Linked DNA regions of Hordeum vulgare: region 1 is linked to region 2. A link is a contact called in public Hi-C data. All regions are on one chromosome and are shown on one strand. Each heading gives the region's core, a stretch centred on a gene start, on an enhancer-like site or on the middle of the called end of the contact. The rest is flanking DNA. Distances are from core to core; before and after follow the strand shown.

Region 1 (6,441 bases), core at 3,340-5,839, 180 kb after region 2:
AAAAAGTTTACAGTTTTGAAATTTGTGCACAATTCGAAATATGTACCTGGTTTCAAAATTTGTTCACAATTTGAAAAATATCAATGGTTTAAAAATTTGTTGATGATTCGAAAAATGTTCATGATTTTATAATTTAGTTCATGAATTTAAAAAATGTTCACGGTTTCAAAATTTGTTCACAAATTGAAAAATGTTCGTGGTTCCAATTAGAAAAATACTCACAATTTTATAATTTTGTTCATGAATTTGAAATGTGTTTATGTTTCTACATTTCTTCACAATTCGAAAAAATTTCTTGGTTTCAAAATTTGTTCACAATTTTCTAATTTTGTTCGAGAATTTGAAATTTATTTATGTTTTAAAATTTGTTTACAATTCAAAAAAATGCAGTTTATAAATTTGTTCATGAATTTGAAATTTGTTCATGTTTCAAAATTTGTTTACAATTTGAAAAATGTTCGCGGTTTAAACTAGGTTCACATGCTCGAAACATATTCAGAAGTTTATAATTTTGTTCATGAATTTGAAATTTGTTCATGTTTTAATGTTTGTTCACAATTCCAAAAATGTTCACAATTTTATAATTTTGTTCACAATTCGAAAACTATTCACAATTTATAATTTTGTTCACAATTCGAAAAATGTTCACAATTTTATCATTGTGTTCATGAATTTGTAATTTTTCATGTTTCAAAAAAAATCACAATTTGAAAAATGATGGCGGTTTTCAAAACAATCACAGATTCGAAAAATGTTCGTGGTTTTATAATTTTGTTCAGAAATTTGCAATTATTAATGGTTAAAAAACTTCAAAATTCATAAAATATTTACGGTCTCAAAATTTAAATTTTGTTTTGGAATTGCACAAAACGTCCCTGTTCTGAAAACAATATATATGCTCTCAATTGTTTTCTGGATTACAAAAAGTTCACGTTTCTGAAAAATCTTGATATTTAGAAAAATGTTCCTGCTGACAAAAAAAGTTGATTTTAGAAAAATCTTCATGTTTTCAAAAATGTTTTATTTTAATATTATTTTCATTCACGAATATGAGAAGTGTTCGCATTTCATGGCGCAGCCACTTTTTTGTTTTTAAAAATGTTAGGCCTTTGAAATTTCAAAAATGATCGCATCTGCATTTTATTTGATCATTAAGGTATTCCGCTGTACTACCGTCGCTCGCTCGCTCACATTGCACACTAACCTGTGCGTTGAGTTGATAATCTACCGCAAAGAGCGATAGATAGGAGCTCGTTTGTTTGCTCCTTTACCAATCTACGAGTAACATTTATACGTCTCCATCGATCTTAAGCCCATCATGTGAATGGCTGCATTTTGTTTTGAGACGTGGCCGCCCTGTCGATTTCCATTTTTTTAGTAAAGGATGGATTTTATTGACTTAAAATAGAGCATCAAGAATATACAAATACAATGAGCACACATCCCGCCTTTGCATAGCTAGAACGTAGACAGCTAACACCAAAACACACAAAAACACGTCGGCAAATAGCAAAGACATATAAGACGAAAGCTACTGGAGGTTGAAAAAAAAACAAAGCGATCGGATCATCGATTGGCAAACTACAACAATGACAATATTCGCACCAACAATCTTGTGACACCATAGTTCTTCAACATCGATGCCTTCAGGAAGGGAGCGATGCTCAAGCGTCGCCGTTGCCGGATCCAACCATCCAAGGCCAGATTCTAGGATTTCACCCTGAAGAACTACTCTCAGAATGTCCAATCAATGCCTTCAACAAGGTAACGATGTTGAAACATCGCCATTGCCAAGTATTACCAACTTGGATTAGACCTAGGATCTCACCCCGGAGCTCAAGACCGGGTGCTCGAGTGGCACCACCATCGAAGTCTTTCTAAGTGTTGTCGCCACCACTTTTCCACGATTCAACAGCTATATGCGATGCATAATTGTCGCCGTTGCACAACCATTCCTCTACGTCAAGTAATCATTCATAATTTGCAGCTTGGATGCTGCCATGGCCAGATCTGAAGCGGCAGATCGAAACCGCCACAACGCTCCTAGCAGCCTTGTGATGGTGTCGGGGCCTGCTAAGGACGCCACCACGGAGCTATAGGAGGTCATTGCACCCAACTCTACATACCACCACCGCCAAAATGATCGCATCCACATCACCACTACATGGGAAAGCCGCCAATGAACACATGCTGCGGAGTCGCGATCAAACAAGTCGTGAACCGCATGCCTCATCGATGACCTTCCGGGCTAGATCCAGCCCTCCCACGCCTCAACCCGGCGAGAACATCGCCGTAACCGGCCGAAGTCTTGGTGCATCGTTGCCTGGGACCACCACCCGCGCCGCCCGCAATCAAAACGCAGCAGCCGAGACAGCCATTAGGCGCAGCCTTAGCCATCCCAACGAGCTTGCCCAGCAGCCAGCAGGACGCATTCGTCCTTGGTGCCGCAGCCGCCGCATGAGAGTAGAGCGTACGTGTCCCCGCGAGATCCGCCACAATAGTCTCTGGTGCCTGTTGAGAAAGGATCCCGCCGCCACCAGTAGCCACTGGGCTATGCCCGGTGGCGTGAGCCGGTGGCGGCGTGAGGAGATTAGATACGGAGCTGTCACGTGGGTTAGGTTATATGTTGTTTTTCTTAGAGGCCTTAAAAATGCGGGAATTTCACTTCCGACCTGTGCATCAACTAGGGATGTATATTACCATATTAGTATGAATATCAAGATAAACATGGTCTTCAATTTTTTTAAATGAGTATCAAGATATTTCTTGATGAGTAGTTCCACCACACACCAAATTTGATCCTCAATAAATAGGGAAAAACCCCTGTGCATCACGAGTCAATTCTAGGAATTGAATTTGGATAATTAAACTGCCCAACCGCATGTCCAACCACTGAGCCAAGGCTCTCTTTGCGATAGAGAGAGACTACCAACACACCGCAAATAGCACCTAAAAAACAATAGTACACAGATTAAATTCTTTTTTAAACAACACCAAAGAGAATAGGGTATTTTACATTTTGTCCTACTACAGAGAACGAAAACAAAAGAAGCACCCGACAACAAGTAGCAATTTATTAAAATCACCAATTAAGCATCACTGTTTGTAAAAGTCACTCCCACTTTTTCAAGTTACGAAAAGTGGCGCATATCGTAACTTGGATTTTTTTTATGTAGATCAGTTTATTTAAAACATTTTATCTTCTAAATCATGCATTCAAATTCTAAACTATTTCAAAACTATATTCCATGTTGGCAGTTTTTGATAAACTTTTTTTTCATGAAAAAATTGAATGAAAAAATCATACCTCTCAGAAAAGGATTTTTTTTCTTCGTTCCAAGAGGCACTGTCATGTCTTTAGCGAAAGTAAATCCGTGCCTCTCGCGGAAACAAAACCATGTGTCTCGTGAGAAGATATAAAAACACACGTTTTTTTTCGTTTCAGAGAGGCACGCCGTGCCTTTCGTGAAAGCGAATGCATGCCTTTTGCGGAATAAAAAAAATAAAATGCATATTTTTCTCCGGTTTAGAGAGGCACAACCGCGCCTCGCGGAAGCAAATCCATGCCTCTCGCGTAAGCAAAACTGTGCCTCAAACAGAAGGTGGATTTTTTTTGTTTCAAAAAGACCTGTTTCAAAGAGCCACCACCGTGCTTCTCGCGCAAGAAAAAAAATCGTTATTTTTTCATTTCAGAGAGACACGACCGTGCCTTTTGCTGAAGAAACAATTTTTTTTTTGTGTTTTTTTTGCTCCAAAGCTAAGGAAGATCAGTGGATAATCAAGAAGTCATAAAAACATCTAAAAAGCCGAAAACATATGTGAAAAAAATCCAAAAAGAAAACTCTTAGAATGCAACACATAACCATGGCTAAAAGCGCGCCAAGTGACGCACTCTCAGCCCACCCCAAATGTCCCTTGATGAGGCTTGAGGGAGCGTTCCTCAGTTAGTTGCTTCTGTAAAAAATTTGTATCATGAGAATGTGGAAAGGGAAACGTTGCAGCCGGCGCGCCGGCCGAACCGTTCGGTCCGTCGCACGCTGCCCGCGCGGCTGCCTGGCCAGACATGCAACATTATTTCGTTCAGATTTTCTACAACCACGTTTAAATTTTCTATAAGCGTTTTCTATTTGCTACATTTGTCGAGTAAAAAAGGTGCATATACGTTTGGTTACAACTCCAGTTCGTCGGATTTTTTGTTATAACCGGTATATTTTACCTTTGCTACAACCGTGTTAATTTTTGCTACAACCGGTATCATTTTGTGCTGCAACCGTTTACTAAAAAAGTTGCATACACGTTCATTAGAGTTGCAACCCGAATTTTTCGGATTATTTTTGCTACAACCCACATTTTATTTTGCTACCACGCAATATCAGCGTCGTTTTTTTTACTACAATCACATTGATATTTTTTTTTGCTACAACCATATTTTTGTTGCAAACGTGATCAAAATTTGCTGCATCGTAGTCGAAGTTTACTGCATCGAGGAATTTTGCTGTCAGAACAAATCTGACGGTGCTGACTGCGTGCGGCCGACAGATCGACGGCCAGCATGGGGCCGTCTTTCGACCGGCCTGGCGCAGAGCGCTGCCCATGCGGAAAGATTTATGAGAGATCAAACAATAGAAAAGCAGGCCCACAAAAAAAAACACAACACACAAGCAGAACCAGGCTTGAAGACAATAACTAGCAGCCCAATATCTCGCCTTCTGCGAGATGTAACTCTAGCTCGCGTATGTAGTCCACAGTTATGAGCTGGCCCGTTAATCTGTTTTCTCGCTAGGTCGTTGTTCGTTCGCTCACTTGCTCGTTATTATAGATAGTTTCTTCTTGTATCATGTACACTGCTGGACTGATCCGTGATAGTTTTTTCTTTCTGTTTTCTCTGCTTTATGTTTCTTTGTCTATTTTCATCAGGTATTTTGGTTTCACAATATTTCATGTTTTGCGTTGTTTTCTTCAGTTTTTCTTTTTTTCTTTTCGCTTTTCTATTCTCATTCATTTTTTCTTTACTTTGCTTTTTTGTTTTCATCTATTTTTATTTCTTTTTCGCTAGCTTCCAATGTTTTGCATTGGTTTCTTTGGTTTTCCTTTTTTTTATTTATATTCGTTTTCCTTTTCTTCTCTAGTTTTCTTCGGTTTTCGTTGTTTCTTTTTGGTTTTCATCGGGATTTTATTTATTTATTTCAACATATGTCTACCTTTTCTCATACACATTCTATATTATTAAAATACAATAGAAATATTTATCCATACAAGCTTTTCTCTCTTTTTTAATGCATGTCTACTTTTTTCACACACAATGTACAATTTATTATATACGTCAAACTCATTTTTATGCATGTTTCAATAAGTTTGAATGCATGATTGACTTTTTTTACAATATTAGTACCAATCTCTATTTTTTCATTCATGTTGTATATTTGTGATATATTTTTTGTATACAAATAGAACATTATTTATTACATGTTTAATAATTTAAAATACATGATTACTATTTTTCCAAATATGTGCTTTTGCTGTTTACATATTAGGTATACATGAAGAAGATTTTTTATACATGTCTAACAATTTTTAGATGCATGACTAAGATTTTTTTTTCAAAATACATGTTTTCATGTCTACTTTTTTGTACACATTGTATATTTTTTGTATACATGAGAAACCATATTTTATACATGTGTGATAGGTTAGAAATATCCATCAAAACATAAGTTTTCAAATACATGATATTTTTTATCAAATATATGTTTTGTTACATACATTTTTTCATGTACATTGTACGTTTGTTATACACATCAGGTACATTTTGTTAAATACATGTTTGACATTTTTTAATAATGTCACATGCAATTTTTTGAAAATACATGAACATTTTCTAAAACCATTTGTGTATGCTATCAAATTATTTAAACACCGAATGAACATTGTTTTGATCTTGGATATACATTTTTTTTAAATCTTGGTATTTTTTTTGGAACGGATGTGTTTTTAATATTTTTTATAGAAAACAAAAAGAAAAAAGAAAAAAAAAGAGAAAAATAGAACTAAGTGGAGAAATTAAGAAATCTATTATTGGGTAGGCCCACTCACGCATTCCTTCTCGCAATGCTAGCTTCCATGTTGCTACATGGCACATGTAGCCGCGTCGAGAATTAACCATCATCCTCTTGTGATCCTTGATGTAGTCGACAACCATCAATGTTCACACCTTCCTTAGTATCTCCACACCCGTATTCCTTCTACACAATTGTGTAAGTAATCTTCCTATAAAGGATGCTAGAGTGCCCGACTAATCGAAGGCCCTGCGGGCAGAGCGCCCTCCTCCTCGTCCGTTTCAAGGTGGGCTACCATCTCTCGAAATAGGCTTCCGCCCCACTTTAGGTATAAAGCACCAACAAAACAGAACACACAATCGAAATATACAAAGGGATGGGGTAG
Region 2 (6,251 bases), core at 1,202-3,701:
TTCTACGTGTTTTTTTTCGAACCGGGCTTTCTCCCCTTTCCATTACTTTCATAACGGAAATACAATGTTTTTGAAACCAGAACCAGAAAGAGAGGGAAAGGGAAAAAAGCGAGTTCGGGACAATATCAGGAAACCCACCGTTCATGCCTGTCATCAGGAACACAAACTGCGGGGCGAAAACCTGATATCATCCGAAACTACGCAAAAAGATCAAAAGTTACACTACCATGGATGAGCACCGCTACGAGGAGTCCCAACAACCATAACCGGACCAGGCTCACAAAAGAGCACAAGATAAAACGAAAGTTTCACAAAACTGACAGAGATCTAATCACCACCGTGGTACCAAGCTATCTGCACTGCAACTAGCAAGGTTCATCGCCAAGGGGATCGAACACCTTCTTCCTGCACTTACCACTCCTCCCACGCTTCTTCCTTATCAGCCTGTTCGTTCGATTCTGGCCTTGGTGGTCCACATAGCAGCAGCATTTGGGATGCGCTCTCTTTCAACAACTAAGCCCCCTTCTTGACAGTCTCCGCCATCGCCGGCTTTTGCGTACCTGCCCAGTATTCAATAAACGCACACGTTGTGAAAGCAATTTCAAAAGGAGTTTTAATCCACTTTTTTTCAAAAGTAGCCCGATTCCGAGCCAACCAAATAGACCAGCAAAATGCAGCTAAGCCAACAATATAAATCTCGCATAAGCCCGGCAAAAAAGCATATAACCAAGAGTAAACCTGCCAAATCGTTTTCGGAATATAATTGGTACCAAAAACAACACCAATCGTTCTCCAAACAATCTTGGCCACCGAGCACCCAAAGAACAGATGCTGCGCCGATTCAAGTTCATCACAGAAAGAACATTTAGGGCCCCCCTGCCACTGGCGTTTTCTCATATTATCTCTAGTAAGAATGGAGCTTTGAAATGAGTGCCAGAGGAAGATTTGGATCTTCAAAGGAATCTTAGTCCCCCAAATTCACTTATAATGGGTCCCCGCAAGGTTTCTCTCTAACCATCTATACATAGATTTAGTGGAATATTTCCTGAAATTATCTAACTTCCAGTAAACCTCATCATCTTTATCTGCACAAATTTTATCCAACACATATTGCTTCATTTCATTCCATTTCTGGAGCATAACTGGAGATAACCTTCTCCTAAAAGAAGTTAAATGATTCATACTCTCCAGCTTATCAACAGTACACTCCTTATCAACAATACACTCCTCATCAACAGTTCTACGGTTTTCGATTCAATAATGAAAAAGAAAGAAAGAAACCACCGTGGCCGCACTGGGTATCACTGCCCTGCAGGCCAGTTTGGTGGTGCAGCGAAATAAAAAAACACCACGTCTCTGTATCAGGATGTGGAAGAAACAAGGCCATAACAGGAGCGGAGCGCGTCACCATTTCGCCTTCCTTTTAAAGCGGGGGATGTATACTCGATGAGTGAAAGGTTGAAAACTTTGGGAGCGCTCCTCGATGATGGCACCGAGCGTGTCCTCTCCACTTGGGAAAGGGAAAGGCGCTGCAGAAAATTGTGGTGGTCGCGGGCTGTCTCGATGGCACGTCGCTCCCGTAAACAAACAACCCAAGAAAGTCTGCAACTAAAAAGATGCGGATGAGAAAGCAGAAGGGAACGGGACAACCACGGATGGATATCAATCTGACATGAACTCCATGTGTGGATTCCGCGGGGGTTACAAATAGCTGCCATATCAACTTCTAGTCATCCTTTTTATTTATGGAAAAGAAACTGGATGTTACTCACTAGTACTTCTCTATGTTTCTTGCGTTCCGGCCAGTGCGGATGGGTTGAATTCTTCTGGTTGCATGTGCGGTGGGGATGTGCCGGTTTGCAAAGTCAGAGTTAATCAAACTAACATTAAATCCAATGTGTATATGTATGAACTGTCATTACTAGTACTCCATCTTAATGACAGTCCATGAGTAAATAAGAAGTCAGGTTTATGTATGAACTGCCATGAGTACTACTACTAGTGTGGGTTTATATTTAAAGTAAGGTACTCCCACCATCTCGGTGCATGAGGCATATTAGAGAAAACATATACAGTAAGTAAATAAGAAGGAGTCAGGTTCGTTCCAACGCATTGTTGCCGCGTTAGCCGTGATCTAACGTGAATATTCATTCCACAGGACAGGACACCGGCCGGTGGTGGTGGAGGAGGAGAAGATACTCTGAATGTGAGAGAGTTGGTGTTGGGGCCTAGGAAAGAAGAGAGGATGAATCAAGAGCCATTAAGATGAGGACAAGTAATTACTAGAGTTGCTTAAGATAAGGGCCACAGCTGCGGTGCGCGCGGTAAGAAGTGAAGGACGGGAGGGGTCTTGGCCCGCAAGCCGCACGGCTCTCTCTCTCTCTCTCGCTGCGCGTGACCGCGTGGAGCCTTATATAAGCCGGCCCTCGGTTCCTCCCCCCAGTCTCTCTCCCTTGTTCCTAAACCCGCCTCTCCCTCTCTCTTTCACACACGCCTCTCTCTCTTTCTCTCGGCCTCCATTTCCTCTTCTTCTAGCTCTAGCTAGCTAGCTTGCTTCGGCGCCCGGCTTGGAGATGTCTGAGGTTTCGGTGATAAACCAGGCGACGGAGGTGGAGGACGCGGCGGCGGGGCTGGACCTGCCGCCGGGGTTCCGGTTCCACCCCACGGACGAGGAGATCATCTCGCACTACCTCACCCCCAAGGCTCTCGACCACCGCTTCTGCTCCGGCGTCATCGGCGAGGTCGACCTCAACAAGTGCGAGCCATGGCATCTCCCAGGTACACGTCCAAATTAAGCTGCTCCTCTGATCTGATCATCCGAGCCCGACGGGCCGTGCCTTAAGCTTACTTAGTTTGCGTGTTTCCACCGGCCGGACAGGCAAGGCCAAGATGGGCGAGAAGGAGTGGTACTTCTTTTGCCATAAAGACCGCAAGTACCCGACGGGGACGAGGACCAACCGCGCCACCATGAGCGGCTACTGGAAGGCCACCGGCAAGGACAAGGAGATCTTCCGGGGGAGGGGCATCCTCGTCGGAATGAAGAAGACGCTCGTCTTCTACCTAGGCCGTGCACCCCGCGGCGAGAAGACCGGCTGGGTCATGCACGAGTTCCGCCTCGAGGGCAGGCTCCCCCACCCGCTCCCGCGCTCCGCCAAGGTTGGTTGGTTTAGCTCTCGATCCTATTTCATCCCTCCTTTAATTTCTCTGCTTGATTTGCTAAATACTTGACTAATTGGCGTGCAGGACGAGTGGGCCGTGTCCAAGGTGTTCAACAAAGAGCTCACGGCCACCAACGGGGCTATGGCAACGGCAATGGCAGCGGCGCCGGACGCCGGGATCGAGCGAGTCAGCTCGTTCGGCTTCATCAGTGACCACTTCCTTGACGCCGGGGAGCTGCCGCCCCTCATGGACCCTCCCTTGGGCGGCGACGTCGACCAAGTCATCGATTTCAACTCCAACTCTGCCTACGCCACCGGTGGCCGTTCCGGATCCGGACTCGAGGTTAAGATGGAACAGCACATGCCGCCGCACATGATGTACTCGAGCCCGTACTTCTCCCTGCCGGCCGCTAATTCCGGCGACCTGTCGCCGGCGATCCGGAGGTACTGCAAGGCGGAGCAGGTCTCGGGGCAGACGTCTGCGCTCAGCCCGTCCCGCGACACCGGGCTCAGCACCGACCCCAACGCCGCCGGTTGCGCCGAGATCTCGTCGGCGCCCACACCGTCGTCCCACAATCAAGACTTCCTTGACCACCTTGACGAGTACCCCGCCCTCAACCTCGCCGACATTTGGAAGTACTGATGACGCCCGGATCGATCGGAGCTGCGTGCCACACGATTGGCTCTGGCTCTGGCTCTCCTTGATTAATTACTCGATTGGATTACTTGACTTGGTGTGTGATGCTCGTGTTAGTGGTTTGCTGATGCATCATCTTCTTTCCGGAGGATTCTCAATCTCGGGTTGGATCAGGTGATTATCCATCCAGACGGACCTCCAGGGATTAGCTAGGCCTCCTTAATTATGTTGATTAATTAAATTAAATTAACTAGTCCTAGGTTCATATCTTGATCTGTGTGTACATATCACTACTACTCTGATTGTGATTATGGGGAGTAGCAGTAACAATCATGATGGTTATACAATTAATGGGTGTAGATTAGGGGGAGGACTTGAGATCCATTTATGAATTGATTAATTTGGGCGCTGTGGATGAGCCGGCCAGACAGCTAGCGCTAGCTTTGTATGTACATGTACCGCCATTAATTGCTGTTGCTTGAGTTTGACATGTCACTATGTGAATCGATGCTTGTCTTCTCTTTGTGCTACCGCTTTACACTTGCTAATTGATCGCTCGGTTACGCCTTTGTGGGCGTAACTCGACGTGGCGAGAGGCACTACCAGCTGTGCTGCTACTGCTCATGGACGCCTTCCGAAATCTAGCAAGAGGAGAGGAGAGATGAGATGGATCATGGTTTTGGGCCGACGGAGGGGGCCACCGCGGCCGCGGGCGATGGGTTCGCTCTTGTTTCGATCGTCCAATTATTCCCGGACCACGTCGTCCAGTTAGTTGGTGAACTCGACACATATACGTACGTACTATAGGCGTCGTACAAGCTCCAGCCTTATCTTGTTTCGGAAAACACTCGCGGGCGAGCAACGGCCGAGGAAGGGACAAAAAAAAAAGGGAAGGAAACGAGCACATCCGTTGATCCTAACAACCAACCTACGAACCAACCGTAGCTCGACGCGGGGGTGAGGGTGAGGGTGAGGGCGAAAGCTTGTCGCTCACACACACGCACGGCGGCCGACGGCGACGAGCGGGACGGGCCCGATTTTGCGTGCGCGCACAGCACACACAGACGCAGGTAAGGCGCGCCGGGACGCAAGCCGTGGCGAGTTTCGCGGCGATCCATTCGCTGTTGGCACGCGCTCGCTTCGTGCATCAAAACCCGGCCGAGACGGCGCGGCAACGAAAAGGATCAGCAGGAATCTTCCATCCATTTTTTTTTCTTTCTTTTGCGAAAGAATCATCCGTCAATTCATTAGTTGTACTGCTGCGACACATGGAAATATTCAAATTCTCGGTTGCTCCTTAAAAAAAAGGGAAAGGCCAAGCAAGACACATGAAAACTAGTCGCATATCCTGGGTGGGTCCTCGGGCTCTGGGAAGTCGGATTGGATCATTAGCTGTCCAAATCGCTGAGGCGCAGTGACGTCAGAACTTTAGGCTCCACCAGCAGTGGCAGTCACCTACACCTTTTCTCCTTGTATCTCCTTGTGCGTGCCCCCTAGCTATTGGCCATGGACAGCTTAGCCAACACTTGTTTAACTCCCCGTCAATGATCACAGGGAGATGGTCAGGAAGGGTAGGGTGCATCACCCATGTTGCCCCTAAGGATTCTCAATTATCTTATTATTTCGTTTCCCCAGGGATTTGGTTAATTAATCCGATGTGGATGTCCAGATGCAGGTTGCTTTCAGTCTGTTGATTAGGGCACGGGTTTTGTAGCCCATTTTATCCGGTGATTAGACAAGACCCAGCCAGTGGCGGTTGACGTGGGGCCTCTTCGTTTCCATGTTTTCTTATCACGGAAGCATCCATAATAAGCATTTGTTTCTGCATCAGATTAGATATCAGGGATCGTTTCGGGACGTGACCACTAACTACCAAGAACCATAGGCCACCAAGACTACTCCCCATCCAATCCGTCGCTGGGGCAGATGGATGGATCATGGATGGGTGCATGATCGGCTCGGAGCACGAGTGCTGGACAAATCCAACGGCGTTCTGGGTAGCTCGTATATCATGCGTTATCTGCACCAAGTTCCATTTTGGCACAGACGGTGAGACAATGCTGCACAACGAACTACTCCCTCGGTAAAGTAATATAAAAGCGTTTAGATCACTGTCTAGTATTAGTTTACAGACGGAGTAGAAACTTTGTGGTGGGTTCTCGTCTGTTTTCTCTGTCTAGTGAACCAGGACGCGCGCGACACAGGAGCACTTCAAGAAGTGGACATACGCTAATCTGAGACCGCTACATCACATCTGCCTCTAGATTATTGGACATGGTCACAGCTTAACATCTACAGCCAGGTTAGGTTGCACTTTTAGCAAGAGAAAGATTTGCCATAACAAAATGGGATCCTGGAGTAATGGCTGATATGGACTCTCCACATACTTTTCGAGTGAGATGAGGTGCCTTTTTCATAAAGTTTGCAATCCTCCTTGACAGGAATGTTGTGTTGCC

Evidence for each region. A called contact is a pair of places that touch in the nucleus more often than the background predicts.
Region 1: a contact with region 2 is called in a Hi-C map of leaf, with 4 times the contacts expected there. The contact joins the enhancer-like site here to the promoter of LOC123448745 in region 2. A contact is called at or near these places in 4 of 6 Hi-C or Micro-C datasets (leaf and seedling) and 1 of 1 datasets of contacts at active chromatin or transcription factors (embryo).

The regions. Positions count from the first base shown.
Region 1 is chr4H:404,970,137-404,976,577 of MorexV3_pseudomolecules_assembly, forward strand. No RefSeq gene overlaps it. Among protein-coding and RNA genes, the nearest start is that of LOC123448745, 180 kb to the left of the region's middle. Within about 2 kb of position 4,590, at least 3 of the 3 cell types and tissues checked have open chromatin away from gene starts, as enhancers often do. A contact at or near this core is called in leaf and seedling, where this site is marked.
Region 2 is chr4H:404,789,339-404,795,589 of MorexV3_pseudomolecules_assembly, forward strand. LOC123448745 (NAC domain-containing protein 92-like) reads left to right here and starts at 2,452. Exons shown (of 3, transcript XM_045125738.1): 1 at 2,452-2,778; 2 at 2,879-3,156; 3 at 3,244-4,283. The coding sequence starts at 2,574. The coding sequence ends at 3,801.